Regions from separate parts of the Macaca mulatta genome. Here region 1 is linked to region 2. A link is a contact called in public Hi-C data. All regions are on one chromosome and are shown on one strand. The core of a region is the stretch at or near the end of the contact, and the rest is flanking DNA. Distances in the headings are between cores, read along the strand shown. Region 1 has its middle 15 kb from the start of TM2D3. Region 2 overlaps PCSK6 (proprotein convertase subtilisin/kexin type 6).

The links. Hi-C and Micro-C count contacts between places; a contact is called where the count stands out from the background.
Region 1: a contact with region 2 is called in a Hi-C map of fibroblasts, with 2.0 times the contacts expected there. The contact joins two enhancer-like sites. A contact is called at or near these places in 2 of 14 Hi-C or Micro-C datasets (fibroblasts and liver).

Annotation. Positions count from the first base shown.
Region 1 is chr7:91,994,689-91,997,918 of T2T-MMU8v2.0, forward strand. No RefSeq gene overlaps it. Among named protein-coding and RNA genes, the nearest start is that of TM2D3, 15 kb to the right of the region's middle. Within about 2 kb of position 1,958, at least 1 of the 40 cell types and tissues checked has an H3K27ac peak or open chromatin away from gene starts, as enhancers often do.
Region 2 is chr7:91,800,943-91,804,080 of T2T-MMU8v2.0, forward strand. The region is part of intron 2 of PCSK6 (proprotein convertase subtilisin/kexin type 6); the gene reads right to left. Among named protein-coding and RNA genes, the nearest start is that of PCSK6, 51 kb to the right of the region's middle. Within about 2 kb of position 1,304, at least 3 of the 40 cell types and tissues checked have an H3K27ac peak or open chromatin away from gene starts, as enhancers often do.

The DNA of each region.
Region 1 (3,230 bases), core at 708-3,207, 190 kb after region 2:
ATCATATGTATGTGCGGTTGCTGAGCCGTTTCTTTTTTTAAAGACCACTTTATTGAGAAGTAATTTATATGCTGTAAAGGTTATCAGCTTGAAGTATAACTGGCTTTCTTCCCTTAGCACCATGTTTTTTAGGTTTATTCATGTTATGGTGTGTATCAGTTCTTCATTCCTTTACATGATGAAATAGTATTCCATTATATGAATGGACTACATTTTGTTTATGCATTATTCATCAGTGGGACATTTGCGTTGTTTCCGCTTTTTTACTATGAATAATGGTGCTGTAAACAAGTTTTTTAGTGTATGTTCTAAAACCTAAAATCACAATAGACAGGCTCTCCAAAGAAGGAGTTTATCCGGGATTAGTAGGGGATTGTAATCCAAGATACCCATGCCACAATGAACCAAGAAACACCTGAAGACCCTGGGGTCAAGGCAAACTTTTCCAAAGACAAAAAGGAGAAAGTCACGTAAGCTGCTTTGAAACAACAAGTATTGACTGTTGAAGCTCATAGCTCCTCATTGGCCACACTGGCTGTTGCTGGGGAGATGTCTTCTCAGAAGCAGCTTAACATGGAATTTTTATGGTTTCCAGAGTCCTTGTAATAGTTCTTATCATAGGCACATGTGTATGAGTACTCCTCCTTCAGGGCCTCCTGGATCCATTTTGCTAGGGTTTGACCTAAGTGACCCCATTTTGGTGCTGACAACTTTCACAACATATCTCCACTTCTCTTGGGTGTATACCTAGAAGAAGTTTTGCCAAGTCACATGGTAACTCTATGTTTAACACTTTTACGAACTGCCAGACTGTTTCCTGGGCGGCTGCATCACTTTACATCCCCACCAGCAACATATGAAGGTTCCAGTTTCTCCACATTCTCATCAATACTTGTTACTGTGTTTTTTCTTTTTTTTTTTTTCTTTTATTTTTTAGAGACAGCGTCTCGCTCTGTGGCTCAGGCTGGAGTGCAGTGGCGCGGTCACAGTGTCGATGAAGAGTCCAACTCTAAAATATTTGAAGAGATTTATTCCGAACCAAATATGAGTGAGGCACAGTATCAAGAGGTCCCAAGAACATGTGCCCACGGTGGTCCGGCTACAGCTTGAATTTATACATTTTAGGGAGACATAAGACACAAATCAATACATGTAGGATGTAGACTGGTTCCATCTGGAAAGGCAGGACAGCTCGAAGCAGGGGCTTCCAGATCATAGGTAACTTCAAGGATTTTCTAACTGGCAATTGGTTGAAAGCATTATTGTCTATAAAGACCTCTAATCAACAGAAGGGTGTGTCTGGGTTATGCTAAGGGTTTGTGGAGACCAAGGTTCTTATCATGCAGATGAAGCCTCCAGGTTGTGAGCTTCAGAGAAAGTAGATTGGAAATGTTTCTTAGACTGAAAAAGGTGCCAGATTTGTGACTGATTCTCTGCTGTGTCAGGGAAAAGACCTGGAAAGGGAAGGGGACTCTTTGCAGAACATAGATTTTCCCAAGAGACAGCTATGCAGGGCCATTTCAAGATATGGCAAAGAAACATATTTGGGGTTAAAATATTTTGATTTCTTTATCTGTCATGTGACGTTATGCCAGAGTCAGGGTGGAAAGTAAGCCACATCATATAGGGTTAAATAAATTTGCGTTGAGATTTTATGATTTATAGGGTGCAACTCCCCAGTCCCTTAGATAGGAATTTGGGCAAGAGGGAAAAGGTCAGAGTTTAGTCCTCAGTAGCTAACTGGAACTCCACCTCCTGGGCTCAAAGATCGCTCCCACCTCAGCCTCCCAAGCAGCTGGGACTACAGGCACACACCTGGAATTTTTTTTTTTTTTTTTTTTAAGAGACAGGTCTCACTATGTTGCGCAGGCTGGCAAGCTGATTAAGAATTCCTTTTATTATAGTCATTCTAGTGGGTAGTGAGTCATTTCATTTTGTTCTTGTGTAAAAGGACAACTTCATAAAATGTGAACAAATTCCCTTGGTTTTCTCTTCGAGCATTTTGCAAGTTGTATTTTGTGTTCTATTCTACATTCTGTGACCTGATAGCTAGGGGTGAGGCAGGGAAAAGCTCAGCTGAGACTGTATCTTTGCTAGAATATCTGGTCTCTGGTTTCTTGACTAGGATTTTCTAAATGTCCTGAATGAAAGTTTCCTTCCCAGGGAGTGATGCAGTGACCCGTGGGGGTCACCCTAGGCTTTAGATCCTTTTTCTGGTTCAGCAGGGAACCCGTGAACCCATCAGAGTCCCTCCTGTTTGTTCACGAGCCGTCTCTCACTGGTCTCTTTCCAGCAGCCCTTTTCAGTTTTCACTTCCCCCAGCAGTAACAGGAGAAAGATATAGATACCTCTCTTCTCCCAATTAACCTATTTTTCTCACCAGTGAGACCTTTTTTTTTTTTTTTTTGGAGACAGAGTTTCACTCTTGTTGCCCAGGCTGGAGTGCAATGGTATGATCTCGGCTCACAGCAGCCTCTGCCTCCCAGGTTCAAGCAATTCTCCTGCCTCAGCCTCCAGAGTAGCTGGGATTACAGGCACCTGCCACCATGCCTGGCTAATTTTTTTGTATTTTTAGTAAAGATGGGGTTTTGTCATGTTGGCCAGGCTGGTCTCGAACTCCTGGCCTCAGGCGATCTGCCTGCCTCAGACACTCAAAGTGCTGGGACTGCAGACATGAGCCACCGCGCCTGGCCACCAGTGAGACTTTCTGAGTTTTGCTCCGCCACCAGGACCATTTGCAGGAGTAATCTTACACACCTGGGCAATAATTTTTTCCCCCGTATCACCATTTTTTTGTGTGTGACATTTTTGGCATTTGGCTGTATCCTTTTGCTTGTTTGCTGTGGAGTTTCCTTTGTTTGCTGGTTTTGGGCAGGAAGGAGGTGCTGGCTTTTACTGTAGTGTGTTCATCATCTAAGTATTTGAGAAGGGAGATGCTGTAATCCAGCTGCACTCTACTGCTTTAAAAATTCTCAGCAATACTTTTAGGTGTTTAGTTTACTCCCAGCAATTCCTCCTTACTCATTCATCAAACTCCTACTCACTGTGCACCTGCTGTATGGCAGGCAGGGCTCTCTAAGCTGAGCTACAGCAGAGAACCACAGCCCCGCCTTCATGGAGCCTTAGTAAATTATGTCCACATGTCTCCATCAAAGCTTATTTTGCATAAAAATGACGTTGTGTTTATGGAAGATAATTTCAATACTTTACATTTAAGAATTTAGATCAAA
Region 2 (3,138 bases), core at 54-2,553:
CAAATGGTATGTGGCCTTGGCCCTCGATAACTTCCTGTTGCATTGGCAAGAGATGGGCTTGCATGCTTTGAACTCCACGTTCCTCTCTCCCGATGCATCCGCAGAGCACGGTCAGTTCGCCTTCCCATTGCCTCTCCTCTGGTTCTGGAATACTGAACACCCTCCCAAGCCTGATGATCCAGGTCCCCCAGGAACCACCTGCAGCTCCCCTGCCGACTCTGTCTCTGTCCCTGACAGATCCCAAACAAACTGAACTAGTCATCGTTCCCAACAAACACTGCTGTGTGCTCCTACTCCAGGGCCAGATCTAGAATACAAACATACTTCTGCTAGAAGAGCAGGCCAAGTCTGCAGCCTCTGAGCAGGCTTTCTGGTGGCAGGGATACTGGAGCCCAGAGGGGAAGGTGGGGAAGACAGCAACAACAGGGGAAGGTGGGGAGCCATCTGTGCAAAAGCTCTGCAGAGGGAAAAAGAGCGAAAGTCATCCAAGGAGGACTTTAAAGGCCAATGGTATCTGGGACTCAGGGGGCCACCAGAGACCAGAACAAGCAGGGTTTGGGAGGTGTAGATACAGCTTTGTGGCACCATCAGGCATGTATTTCAGAGGATCCCTCAGGAGCATGGGAGGTGACTGGCTGGGGCAAGGATGCCCATATGAGGCCAGCAAGGGGGGCAGTGCAGTGGTGCAGGCAAGAGATGACAGGAGCTGGGTCTAGGGCAGGAGACACAGGACATGGCAGGGCCGGGTTGTACAGGAGGTGGAGCAAGTGTAGCAGGGAAGGAGAGGTTACCGGCACTGCAGTGAAATGTGGATGAGTGCTTCCCTCTGAGACAGACTTGGGTCAGAGACAGTGAGCTGGGTTTGGGACATATTGACTTTGAATTGTCTTTGAGACATCTAAGTGGAAGGGCAGAGCATTCAGGTGAAAGAGTAAAATGGTGTCTTTTAAGGTATATTTACACATTCAAACTTTTTACCAATTCCTAGTAGCCATGCCACTAGAACCAGCTGGGTGGTACTTAAAATGTGAACAGCCAGCTTGTCACTGTCAATCTATCACCCTCATGGGGGAGCAGTTCACCGTCTCCATGTGGGCAAATCCACTGGGCCCTGGGCAGCTGCCTGGCCCTGCCCTCAGTCCATTACACAGTTCATCAACCCCTGAGACCAATGTGGTCACTTACTGTCTATGTGCTCTTGTCAGGAACTTTCTGTTTGTTTGCACTTTGAATTGCTCTAGCACACAAAACTGTTAGATAAAATTCCATCTGTGGTTAATGGAAAGATCTACTTCAACATTGCATCACTGCTGGAAGGAAACCCGAGCTTTGATTAAACTCTGGGGGCAAAGTCCCATCCTACAAAACAGAATGCCTTCTCTGGTCCTTGCAATCATTTTGCAACTTCTAAACTTTAAAGCACTGAAATGAAGCATCAAACCGAAGCCTCCTATGGCCCTGTAAGGAGCCACCAAGGCTCCCTCTTTACATCTTTATCCTTCCATTTCCATCACCAATCTGGCTGAGATCTGTAGGGAAGGAAAGAGCTGAACCCAAGTCATCATGCTAAAATGTAAGGTCTGGAAGACACAGGCAGCAACGACTAAGTATAAGCCAGCTTGGAACATAATCAGAACAAGTAATTTTAAAAAAATTTGTGAGCCCCTTCGGTGATTGGTCGACGCTTCTGTAATATCCACCCTTCTCCAGACTTTTGGCAAAAGAACAAGTTAAAAACAAATGCTTTCAGTTTGCTTAAATGACAAGCCTTGGAAAAACCCAGCGACCGATAACTGCACACTGAGAACACAGGGGCTGTTCCTCCAAGGCTAGGGCTGAGTAACAAAGCCATCTGAGCAAAATGGCCCTTTTCAAAGATGGCAAGAAAAACATCAAGTAAAGGTAATTAAGAATGCAAGGAAAATGACTGTACCATTCTGGTACAGGATCAGTGCAAAGAAGATGCCTAATAAGTGTGCATGCACACACACGTGCTTAACAAAGTCCTGCTGTTGACCCCCCCTTGAGTTTTGTTTTGCTTTCACAAATGTACATTCTATCTGCTTTTATGTGACATGGGGTGGATTGTAAATTCCATCACTTATCAAAGCACTTTTATACAATAGGGACTGGAGCTAATTAAAATAAAATACCGTCTGCATTTGATTGAACTTTATCCTAAGCCCCATAACATTCATTTCCAGTTTGGTCATTTGAACACAATGGCGGCCTTGCATTCCGAAGTTTCTGAATAATATTAAATCATCTTTCCTTTTGTTAATAATATTAATTACACAGCTCTCCAGATGTGAAGGTATCACAACAATGCTTTGCCAATGTAGGAAAATGTTCCGATGCGCTGCAATAAAAGATAACACTAAATACTTATATAAAACAGCTAATTTCACCAAATATTTAATTGTAATGACTGGGTAGAGTAAATATTAGTCAGACTGACAGCTAATTGATTTGGTTTGCATTAAAGCTAGACAAATTTAAACAGAGGTGTTTCAGTGGCGATTCTGAATTCATAATTCGTTCAGATGTCTGTGTGCTTTCCCCGGGGCTAACCATTTAATTAGAACTGTGAGAAACAATCAGCCAATCCTATGAAAGTTCCAGGAAGGCCTGGGATGCCCAGGCTGTTTACCTTTCTTCCTTTCTCCTTTCTTCTTTACTGGCAGGATGCACTGATAGCAGCCTTGCCAGCAGCTTATTAAGAAGCTCTGTGAAAAGGAGATTTTCACTTGAAAAAATTTAACTGCTATGGTAGCCTTTGCCTAGGAAGTCTCTATCCTTCCTTCTGCTGGCTTCAAGGAGACAACTAATGCCTGGGAATGCTTTACCTTCGGACCCAAACTGAATATAGGACTTTTAACACACCTCAAATGGGTCAATCAAGCAGCTCAGGTGCTGCAGAGAGGAGGCAGGTCCAGGGCATGGTGGCCCTCAAGCCCTCCACAGAGTCTGTCTCTGCTGCCTCAGCCTGCCTTGCTTATGCACGGGTCTTCCACTCCCATCTTCACTGAGGACTCAGCAGCACAGAGACCTGCTGGGAAGCTCTGCATCACTCAGGCACAGGGTCCGGCACTCAGCAGGTGCACCATTCATATTTTTGGAAGGAAGGGATGAGCAGTC